Linked DNA regions of Cyprinus carpio: region 1 is linked to region 2. The links are chromatin contacts, called in public Hi-C maps. All regions are on one chromosome and are shown on one strand. Each heading gives the region's core, a stretch centred on a gene start, on an enhancer-like site or on the middle of the called end of the contact. The rest is flanking DNA. Distances are from core to core; before and after follow the strand shown.

What was found. Hi-C and Micro-C count contacts between places; a contact is called where the count stands out from the background.
Region 1: a contact with region 2 is called in a Hi-C map of skeletal muscle, with 2.2 times the contacts expected there. The contact joins the enhancer-like site here to the promoter of LOC109051977 in region 2. A contact is called at or near these places in 3 of 8 Hi-C or Micro-C datasets (red blood cells and skeletal muscle).

Annotation. Positions count from the first base shown.
Region 1 is chrA23:13,880,139-13,886,420 of ASM1834038v1, forward strand. No RefSeq gene overlaps it. Among protein-coding and RNA genes, the nearest start is that of LOC109051978, 28 kb to the left of the region's middle. Within about 2 kb of position 1,738, at least 2 of the 8 cell types and tissues checked have an H3K27ac peak or open chromatin away from gene starts, as enhancers often do.
Region 2 is chrA23:13,831,408-13,837,282 of ASM1834038v1, forward strand. It overlaps LOC109051977 (signal transducer and activator of transcription 5B-like), which reads right to left and starts at 2,122. Exons shown (of 22, transcript XM_042713975.1): 1 at 1,966-2,122.

The sequences.
Region 1 (6,282 bases), core at 488-2,987, 48 kb after region 2:
GTCAGCTGTCAGTCAGCAGGCCACAATAGAGATGCGGAGTTAATGAGTGAAGGGGAAAATATATAAACACATATTCTCGCATTTTAAAGAACACTCTGGCACTTTTTCACAACTGGCACTTTCCCTCCATTTCAACTGACCATATTTAACCAAATAAATTGCGTGTGTTCTCAGGATAATACTATACACTGCATCACACAGCACAAAAGGTTTTTTTTTGTATTTGTTTGTTTTCCCTACAGATTTTTGACTTTTTAATACACTATAACTCAAAAGTTTGGGGTCATAATATTAAGCATCACGACTGTTTTTAACACTGATAGTAATAAGGAATGTTTCTCAAGTGCCAAATCAGCATATTGGAATGATTTCTGAAGGATCATGTGACACTGAAGACTGCAGTAATGACTGAAAAGTGTGTAATTTCTTTCTCCTATCAAGTATTAATATGCAGAGATTGTGAGCAAAATATTTGTGGAATAATGTCCTGAAAAAGAAACACTTTAGATTCGTGATGCAAATTACTTGAGCTTTATGGAATTATTTAATAGTCTGACTGCCACTACATCATTCAAGCTCCTGCTGCTTTGGAGTATGATACAGAGTATCATGTGTTCTATTCCAGCACTGGAGCTGTTCTCCGCACCGCTGCGGACATTGAAAGAGACAAAGACTAATGGACGGAACAAAGACAGGTCACACATGCACACACACCCTTTAAGACAAGTCACTGACTTTCTCAGAAAATCTCTATTACATGACTTATAATGGAGGGACATTAATACTATGACTAGGATATCAGGATATAATAAAAACAAGATATCTGGCCATCACTTATAGTCTCTCTTTTTCACTTGACTACAAGCGACGAGAGTGCACAATTCATGATGGATTATTGGAAAACTTCACCTCTATAGATTTCAGATCAATAGATCAATGAGTGGGGGGCCACTGCCAGCCCACATGCATCTCTAATATTTGTTAAGGACCCTGGCGATTTGTTGACTCTTGTAATGTTCTTATAAACATACTGTAGGGCTTGTTTTTAGTGAGAAAAATATACTAAATAACAAGTGTGTTATGGTAAAGAATTTTTAAAATCAAAATTCTGTAATATGAAAATATGAAGTTTGTCTACACAACTGTTCAAAATTTGTCATGTAATTTTAATGCCTCTTATGATCAGCAAAGCTGCATTTATTTATTATGAAATATTATTACAATATAAAATAACCATTTCTATTTAAATATATATTTTAAAATGTACTTATTTCTACAGTGGCAAAGCTAATTTTTAATTTTTTTATTTTGGCAGCCATTACTCCAGTCTTTAGTGTCGCATGATCCTTCAGAAATATGCTGATGCTCAAGAAACATTTAATAATATCATCAATGTTAAAAATAGTTGTGCTGCTTAGAAAGTTTAAAGAAAGAGTGTTTATTTGAAATAAATCTTTTGTAACATTGAAAGTGCCTGAATTGTCACTTTTAATCAATTTAATGCATCCTTGCAGAATAAAAGTATTAATTTCTTTAAAATAAAAATCTGACTCCAAACATTTGAATGATAGTGTATGCATGCATACTCACAAATTACCCACAAATCCAAACCAACACATCCACATTTGGTACAGTAAAACCTTAATAGCCTGCTGCTGTCCCCATATGCTCTGTGTGTATGTGCTCGTGCATGAGTGTTTAAATGAATGCATGTAAACGTTTAGCCCCGTGCGCAGCACGCTATGCCTCCCAGCACGGGCTTAGGTGACCCCAGTCAAAATCAATCAGCCCAGCACAATGGGACGAGGAGCACAGGGAGAAAAGCTCGGGTCAGTGACGCGTTTAATTCTCTAGCCCGATTGTCATTGTTCCAGCAGATCGGCCTTTTCTTTACGGGCCTGTAAGCCGGGTACTTCTGCCCCTTTATCGGCATGCTGCAATTATGAGTGTTCTTCAATGCATGAGATGCTGAGATGAGTGGATTAACTACACAGGGGAAATAAATCTAATCTGCCATCTACAGCCTTGAAAATTTAATCACTACATGTGTGGCAGGCGGCCACGTTGATGATGGTGGTAACTGGTATCTTTTTTAGGTACCAGAATGTCAACAAACCTATACAGGTATTTCCAGCAAGATGGGTTATAACTGAACTTTTTGTTCAACTTCAGAAATGAAAACATACAGGTTTGTAGGAGTATCCTCACTCATATTGAATACAACATTGAATACAAGTTTATATTTAAACCATATACTTCAATGTGCACTTCAGAGCTACAGTGCTAATACGCTAGAAGGAGGGTTATAGTATACTGTATGTAGGCCGTTATTCTGTTCCCTAGATAAGCTTTATCAGTGGTTCACAATTGCCACACCTTTCCTCTCACTCATATGACATTAACCAAAACAGGTTTTCCTGAACTGTCCACCACAGATTGTAGAGCTAATATGGGCTATTTTAATTAGTTGCTGTATGAACTCTATAGCAGTTTCTTGTAGCTGAAGCTATAAAAGATTGTTACCACCTCTCAAATAATCATTTACTGCACAGAAGAAACTCTGAAATACATAAAATACTACTAAATACTAAAATCCAGGTTCTAGTAGATTGCAGTACACATACACGCACACTGCACAATTACATCTACATGCTACAGCAGGTTTTTGTGTAGTGAGACCACTGATATATAATGTATTATCATTATAAACATTTCCATGACACTGGCTAAAAAATCCCTTTTAAAATGATCTAATTTATCCATGTTTACCAAGACAGAATCCGTTTTAACATATTTTAAAGTTTGTTTTGTCTAGTTTTAAATTGTTTAAATGTACTTACAGTGTAATAGGTAAGAGGTACAGGAGCAATCAGGAAGCCATTAAAACTGACAGTTAAGGTGACAGCGATGTACTTCAGCATCCTTGATCACACCGACCTGCACCTACGAGCATCACCGAACAAGACATCAGATTCACTGTCGTTGTGATTCTAATACTATAGTGGAAATGGCTGAGACAATCAGTCTTTACCTATAACATCACATTTCCAACACAACTTAAACTGTCCGATGTAAAACAGCAACAAAAGAGATTCACTTTTCTCTTACCCACTTAAGCACAAGACTGTGACTCTTAGTGTTTCATTGTTTCACTCTCGATTTTAGTCCCCTCCAACACTGGGTCAAGTGATGGGTCATGGGTTAACAGGATTTCAGCTCAGAAGGGTGTGCAGTGTCTTCTCTCGCAGCCTGAATCTGAACACAGGAAGTAACATAATTAATTTTATTTTCATATATATTTCAAAAGATGGTTTCTAATACTGACATGAATGTGATGTACAAAAGTGGCCTGTTCCAAGTATAGAGCCGACCCTGTGGAAAGCACAAGATCTGAACGACATGAATCGATAACAAGAAGGACCTTAGATGATATTACAAGTGAGTTTTGTTTAAGAAGAAAAAAACCTGTTCACACCAAGGACGATATCAAATCTAAATTTAAAAGAATAGCGCAGTCCACACCACAACTATAACGATAATGGCACAGAGGAACGATACTGTTGAAATCACTTTTGTTTTCCTATTGTTTCAATCCTGAATCCATCCAGAATCCATTCTGCTTTAAAGATAAAGCTTGTAAGATTCTTTTTTTTTTTTAATGTAAAAATACATTCTCTTAACCCAGTTTAATGTCATTCATGGGTTTGGGGAACAGCAGACAGCAAGCAGTTTCGGCCCAGACCAGCCCACATTGCTAATAAAGTTACAATTACAAACACTATTATAAAATCTAATAAAAATCAACTTAAAATTTCCAACACAGACAAAAAATAATGTTCAGATTCAGTAACAGAATTGCAAGCCAGATATCAAAGACTTGCCAGAATATGCAGAGACAAACAATGGGGTCTGTTTGCAAAGGTTTTAAAATATGCTTTTTGTAATTCCACTAGGTGACACTCCATATTTCACTTTTAAAGAGCTTGACAATGTTATCATGCATTAGTATGAGTGCTAATATAATTAGCATTAAAGTTATCTTTACAGTTATCATTCTAGATGTGAACAGTCCTTAACAATGTCTTTCTACTTCAATTCACTTAATTTCTATCCCTATGATGTGACCTTGGGATGCACCAGCTCTTCAGTGAGGGGCGGGGCTTCGTGAGTTTATTTGTGAGATCATTCGAACCTGAGACAATAGTTCAGCTGCTCATTGCATGTGGAACGTGGCCCCCACCCCCAACCGAACAAGTCAAGGCTTTTTCTTTTGCACAGCTTTGTCTGCATTTTATGATCTTGTTACAAGTCATTTTCATCTATCTGACCTCCTCGGCAGACTCCTGGACCACCATGGCTCTTCGGTTTTCAATAAATCTTTCTGCCCGATCCGAGCCAGAGATCTTCACCACTTTATTCATACAACCCAACACGAAGGTTTTTTAACCGCTGAACTGGGGGAGGGATCGAGAGGAGTGAAAAGTGAAAACAGAGCAGGAGGAGATGACAGAAAAGGAAGGGTGTGAGTTTAGGGAGGAAAGAAGGAGGAGATGTGAAAAGCGAGCCTCGAAGTGCTGTTATGATAGGAGACGTTCTCGCTAGGATAGCATGCATGTTGCCGTGTGTTTGCTGGACCGCAGGCTTCGGCAAGAAATGGCCTTATTCAGCAGGCTTGGCCCAGATGCTCAAATCAGCCCCACACTCCTCCAGGCTATGGTAGAGAGCAGGGGAGCAAAGAGGGGCCACCACAGGAAAAAGAGATCTGATATCCTATCATTAACAGGCCAAATAAATGGAGAAAAAAAACCCAGCTAAACTACTGACCTCAGTTACAGTGTTTATTGGCAGGAACATTAGCGACAAAGGTGTAATCAGCTCACAGCTCTGGCCATGAAACAGCATCTGGAGAGAAACCAATGAAACTACTCCAGACTCTAAAACATGTTGAGACACAGGCCTGATATCTACATAACGAAGAAAAAATGAATTAAAAGACGAAAAAAACCTTCAGTAGTTGGAATAATATTTTTGATTATTCATTAAAATAATTATTTTTACCAAACTGCTTGACTCCTTAATAATATTCGAAAAACTGAAAGTACACTCTTAACATCAGTCAGGCAAGCAGTCAAGCATTATAATATGATAATCAAGTATTATTTAATAATAGACGTTTAGTAATTAGAATTAAAACTTGTTGCTGGTGCTTTTTTTGGTCAGTCAGTGTTCCTGTAAAAAAAAAAAAAAAAAAATACTAACAATAATACAATAAACAATAATGATATCACAGGAATGAATGCATAAATCTGTATCCACTAGTCCACCTCTGACTTCTACAGAGTGACCGCTACATAGTGACCCCCACGCAACACACCATTCTCTCCCTATGCATTTTAAGGGCTGGGCTATGGGAATATATCAAATAGAAATAGTAATTTAGGCGTCCAGTCCCTGGGGGACTGGCCAGGACGAGAGAGCATGGAGCAGAGTGGGACCGTCCACACAGCCCTGAATAATACATGCAGTCTGCTTATTACAAATCTAGCAAGGACATCCCAGGCGCCGCGTGTTAATATTGCTATACCACACACACAAATGCAATACACATACACACACACAAATGCAATACACATGAACGCAACATGAAAGTACAAGCAAATACAAATTTATATGTGCTATGTAGTAATACATACATGCACGCATAAGTGCACTGCAAAACATTCTTTTAGTTGCATAATGGAAAAACATCATGAAAAGAAAATACAGAAACAAATTCATTACTAATTAATACATCAACGTAATGACTTTGACTGGGGTACAAGACAATGGAGGAAATGCACTGAATAATTCATGAGATTAATTAAATATCCATGACAATTTGGCATACACTTTTCCAGCTCTACGTTTATAGTAATAACAAACTCATGAATTTGCATCAGTCATTAAGTACTGTGCCTTGGCTGGATGACAGAACTGTTCAGTAGAGATAGTATAAAGGAGAAACAATGCCATCTTAAGTGCGAAAAAGTTATTACCTTGTGTTACTAACATATGTAAAATATTATCAGCTAAATGTCGCCCCCTTGTGTGAGGTACGGGAAAGCATTACAAGATACAAAGATAGAGGTCTATATGCTTGTCCATTTTAATGTTTTAATATTTTGGCATTCATGTTTAAATAAACTTTTGTCTTATAATATATTTAATATATATTATATATAATTATATTTGCGTTGCTCGCAAAATTTTTGCGTTTTCTTGCAAAGCCAGTTGAGTTCGGAC
Region 2 (5,875 bases), core at 872-3,371:
TGATTATCGAAGATGAGTTTTAAGGGATAAAATTAGTGACTGCAGGAGGACTTTATAGATCTCCATTTTATGTATTTGCAGAGAAGAAATTTAATTTTAAACATTTTATGTTTAAAGGTCAATTCACACAGCAACAACAAACACAGACAGACAGCAAGAGACACTTTGCTGGGTTTTGTCTGATCAGTGTGTAACCCCTGTTTGAGCTTGTTTACACAAATTGAACATGCTGAATTAGTGTTTGTCAGTTTGTGGAATGTCTAAAGTGTGACATACTGTAATTTAGTGGTGGTCTGCATTGGTCTGTGTCTGTCGGTGCAGTGTGAATTGGCCTTTATTACCACAAAGTCTGCTCTTTCATAGTCCTGTTTTGTTAAGGCATCATCCTGGTATTAGATGTCCTAAAATATACTGAAAAAAGGGACAACTGTACAGTAGGCATCTAAAATAAATATGGAAGAGAAAGCTCTGATAATTTGGTTTTGGAGAAATCTGATGAGAAGGGTTTGCATTCACATTGAAATCTCTTAAGTTTGATTAGTGAGTGAATGAATGATGCATTTATAATAATTAATGGACAACAAAGCAATCTCTCAGCATTTCTCTCAGAAAACAAATTAATTCTCACAACAAGCCAGCCTCACACTGAAACTTAGACAGTAGTTGTCACCAGACACTTGGAGCTCTCATCCACTTTACCACTCATCCATTTTATTTTATCTCTTTTCACTGACTGAATGTATGAATGCATTGTTAATAGGCATATCGTATGGCAGAAATGAACAAATGAACAGAAATTAACAAACTCATAGCCTTTTTCACTCATCTAATTAATGTTGATACTACTTGAAATACTGTGACTAATAACACAAAAGACATGAGCAAACAACTTAAAAACTGAGAAAGTATTCATTATTTCTTCAGGCTACAATTGGGAAACACTACTTGTCGTTTGGCAGAGAAGTGTGCATACAATCACCGTTTCCTAATTAAACTTTAAATTAACCTTTATTATTAACTGAATCATTGCAATTAATCATTGCATTGCACTCTTGATCATGTCCACATCCCTGACAAAAACTACCCATCAACAAATAGCATGAAACTCAAAAACTCTAACAATGACAGACAGACAGAACATTGATTTATTTAATCTAATACACTTTGCACAGAAATAAACACTTCACTAAGCCTTTTTAGTGCATTTTAAAAGGCCACAGCAAATTCATATAATATTTATGAAAAATAACAGCATGGGGGTGTTACATCCCAAAGTATGAAGTTGACACAAGCGATGTTACAACAACAGTGAGGAAGGTTTACAAAGAACAGACGTATCTCTAGTGCACAAAAAAAGGCCTAACACACCAATGCCACATACAGCCTATGGGGAACAGAAAGTAGGGCGTGAATTCGAATGCGCGCTCGTGCTTAACACTTAAGTATTTTCCAATATCAAGTGTAGGCGCTTGTGCTTAACACAAGTATTTTCCACTATCAAACTAAAACGTACATATATTACGTGACATTTAGCAGAATAGTATAGAAGTCCGCTACGTTCTAGCCACACAAGTAGACCTTCCTCCCTTGCTATTTCCAGTAGAGTCAAATACAGGAAACTTGTTGAATATGTGAATTCTCATTAAGGCAATGTCCTCGCGTATTTTGTCATGGAGTATCCAGGCACAAATATGGTCATGTCATTTTGGTGTCGTTTAAGTAAGCTAACATATATAATAGCCTAGCTAAACCGACTGCACAATCATACTGAGATTAAATGGTTTTTCTGGTCGCTCGCTACGGCTCGAGAGCGAATTTTCGTGTACAGTAGAGGAAAGTGGGCTATTACAAAACTCATGTTTCCTCCTTACAGCAACATTAAGCGATAAACAAATTCAGGTCGCGATAAACTCACCGTCCGTAGATTATATAGCAAAAATACAATGCTGTTAGAAAATAACTTACCTGATTTCGACGCCAGCTCTTTAACACAAGTTAAGAGATACAGTCTTGCGCCTTCCGTGTGCGTTTGTTGTTTTTTTTCTTTCTATCCACCTACTTTCACTTTACACTGACACTGAAGCTGCAGCCTATTGGTCATCCTGATGCAACTCTTTCTACCAGGTGAATGAGAAACTTTATCCCGCTGGATATTATTAGATATATATATATATATTAGATGTATATATATATATATATTCCGTTTTATATACAAAGGACATTAGATATGTCATCGTTTTTAAATCCAGATTTATGTGTGCCTGAGAAGTGCCTATTTATTTTGTTAAAAATGTTATCTTCATACGTAAAGGGAGTATGTTGATACTTTTGTGAGTATTTTCGTTTTTAATGCCTTGGTACATTATTGTCTTCATACTTTAGCATTTTCCTACCTAACATCTTACTTTTGTGAGCTTCATATTTTTATTAAATTCATATAGCCTAGCCTACTCCTTAACCTAATTCATTGTCTGACTCTGGACAACGTGGTCTTAATGGCCATTCATTTCTTGCTAAAAGTTAATTATATATTTTAATTATTGCAATTATTTTATCAACATTAGTGGCACCTTATTATTATTATTATTATTAAAATTTTAGATAATATGCATTTTAACCTCCTCTCTTTCACTGTGTTGTATGTGTACTATTTGTTTTGCAAAACAATAATGCTTATAAAAAACTTCAAAAAGAAAATGAGTAAATAATTTACTTATCGAAGAATATATTGTAAATTAAAAATTATAAATATATTTCACATTCACACTATAAATTCTAACTCACCTAAAAATATTAATAAATAATATAAAATAAATTTGATTAAATCAAACTGTTGTACATCTTATATTTAAAAGGCAGCGCTGCTGAAACTGTGCTGAAAACCAGTGATCAACGAAGGACAAATTCAAATGTGGTAAGTAACACCATCAGTGAGCTCAACGCAGACAAATACATCTACACATTCTCACTGGTTGTGTGCCAAAACATAGAAAGCAAGCAAGACAACAATGTATGCATCATGCTTGTTCAAGTTAACTTTCAATTCGTCATGACAAAACGTCACTTGTAGGCGGGGAAACAACGCCATTTCTGCTCGGAACGCATGATTTCCAGTAAGGAGTTTCGAAAGAGGTTTCCGTTTTCTCAATTTCTTTTTTGTTTTCATTATTTCTGGTTCTCTAAAATCCAGCGAAGGATAAGCTATGTTGTATCTTTAATGCACTAAAACAAAAAGCCGACAGTCCTGCAATGTTTCACTACAAAGAATAAGGAATCCAACGAAAAATGTCACATTTTTCTTTGAAAAAATAAAATAAAATATAAAATAAACCAATTTAATGTCTACCACTTTAAAACAGGAAAATCCAGCCACGAATGTGTAATAATATACCTCATTCTGAATAATGCATGAACATTTGGATCTATTGAGGTGAAGTGTTGCCTTGTCTATAGTTTATAAGCTACTTTGTGTGTACAAGTTGCTTACATAGTTTTTGTGCACACTTCTCAAGAATCATAGAAATAAATAAATCCGCGTATTCAGGATTATTGTTTTGTGAAGAAAGTCGCTTATTTTGGGCTTGTTTTATCAGTCTAGTTTGCTGGATTTGTGGTGGATCTGGCAGCACATCATTTTTCACATCAGGAAATGTTGAAGTCAGCAAACTGCATCGTCATTAGTAGCCTACGACTAGCCTATATTTAACTATTTCCAATCTTACATTCACTCCCAGAATAACATTTCTTTTGCTCGCCGATATGACTATAGAATAGTGAAGGAGTATTTAATATAAATAAAACATAACATTTTTACTCCCTCCAAAAAAACATTATTGTGTGCTACCACCAGAGGGAAGTGGGACACTATGTGAAAAGTGAACTGATCCGTGCTGGTCACGTTAGGTTTAGGTTCAAAAATGAAAGATTATAAATGTAAAATAATTCTAAATGTACAAATTTTAAAGATTTGATTAAATCAAACTCATCCCATACGGTCCATGTTCAGTGAAGCCAAGGCTGTGTCAAGCTTCAGGCATTCCTCATATCAAAGCCCATTTCCTGACCAGTCATGATACATTTGGCCTGTCTGAGGTCAGAAGAATGCTGTGAGAGCTTCTGGGGTTGTTTACATGTTCAGCCTAAACTTAAACAAAGTCAGAGCTGACTTGGTCAGTCTCCCGCTGATAGAGTTTGACAGGCCCGAAACGTAACAAATGTTATCAATAAAAATTCCGTAAGAGTTGTGCAAAGTGTTTAATTTCTATCACAACAAACCTTTCGCAGCTGTTTTGAAAAGTAACAACTGTGAAAAGAAACATATGGAAAGGAAAAAACGTTATAAGACGCTATCAGAAATTGTTCAAAAATGTGAATCCATGAATTTTGAACTAGTTGCTTATTAGCATGCATATAACTGGCATATTGGCTGTTTATCAGTACTTACAAAGCACATTATAATGCCATATTCTGCATGACCATATTTTAGATCCCTTAATCCTGCACCATACCTAAACTTAACAACTACGTTATTAACTATTAATAAGCAGCAAGTTAGGAGTTTATTGAGCCAGAAGTCATAGCTATTAGTTAATAGTGAAAATTGGAACCCAAAATAAAGTGTGAAAAATCTTTTTTTTTTTACAGCAAAATTATAAATAAACAGATTAATATTTTTAAATCAAGGCAAGAGTCAGTAGATTGTTGGTGGAATGACCTTTTGTTTGTTTACTTTGCATTTTTTCCTCCCTTCATTTACAGCTTTTCATTATTTCAGGGTCCTCTTAGGTAAAGACCCAGCACTGGGTAACACAGATGGCAGCACATCTGGAATCAATACAGCCGAACTGGGTAACTAGAGGGGGGGGGGCTAGTTACGGTTTTTGCCCTGGGGGTCCATGTGTCCCTGACTCCTAAATAGATTTGATTGCTACCAGCTGGCAGCCTTAACTCACCCTGTGTCAGGGATCTCCTCTGATGTCAACCTTGTCAGTATCAAGGCTAGACAGGACAAAGGAGAGTAAGACATGAGCAGTTATGAACAGAGGTGTAGGCAGGGTCTGAGCTATGGGAAATCTTGCTGCACTGCATGTGAACTCTCTGGTTTGCATCATGAACATTTCTACCTTTGTGTGAAAATATTGAGGGCAATTTCCATTTAAAAGTAGAACAAAATAGTACAGATCATTTTTGTGAGAACCTTAAAATATAATGTGCTCTTGAAAGGCTATAACTGAATATATCAATGCTCAAATCACAGAGACTGACTGCAGAAGACATGAAAAAAGCAAAATGCTTGTGCATTCACATTTTTCAGAAAGAATCCTGTCATGTTTCAGGACAACAGGCAAACTTATTTGACTTTTAAAATCACTCATTCTTTTTCATATGCCAAGACCACTCTGACAGATGTAATATGTTTATATACATTCTATATATCACATAATACTAATGTACATAATATTACTATTCATGAATATCATTTGAGAAATTATTTAACACAGAGGGAGTCTTATGGAAGGTGTAAATTGACAGACTGGCTTATGTATGTTCAACTGAGAGATTTTACATTATACACTAAGGTATTCATATTAAGTATTTATACACTCTCAGAAAAAAACTATAACAGCCGTCACTTGGGCGGTACCTTTTCAAAAGGTACATATTTGTACCTAAAGGGTGCATTTTGGAACCTTAAATATTGGTAATTACAGTGTACATATTAGAACCTAATAGGTACAAATGTGTACCTTTTGAAAAGGTACCACCCCAGTGACAATTGTTGTACCTTTATATCTGAGTGTATAGTGTTTATAATACACATGCACCTTTGTGTTTTATAACCTTTTAGCACATATGAATGTGTTTATTTGCTATC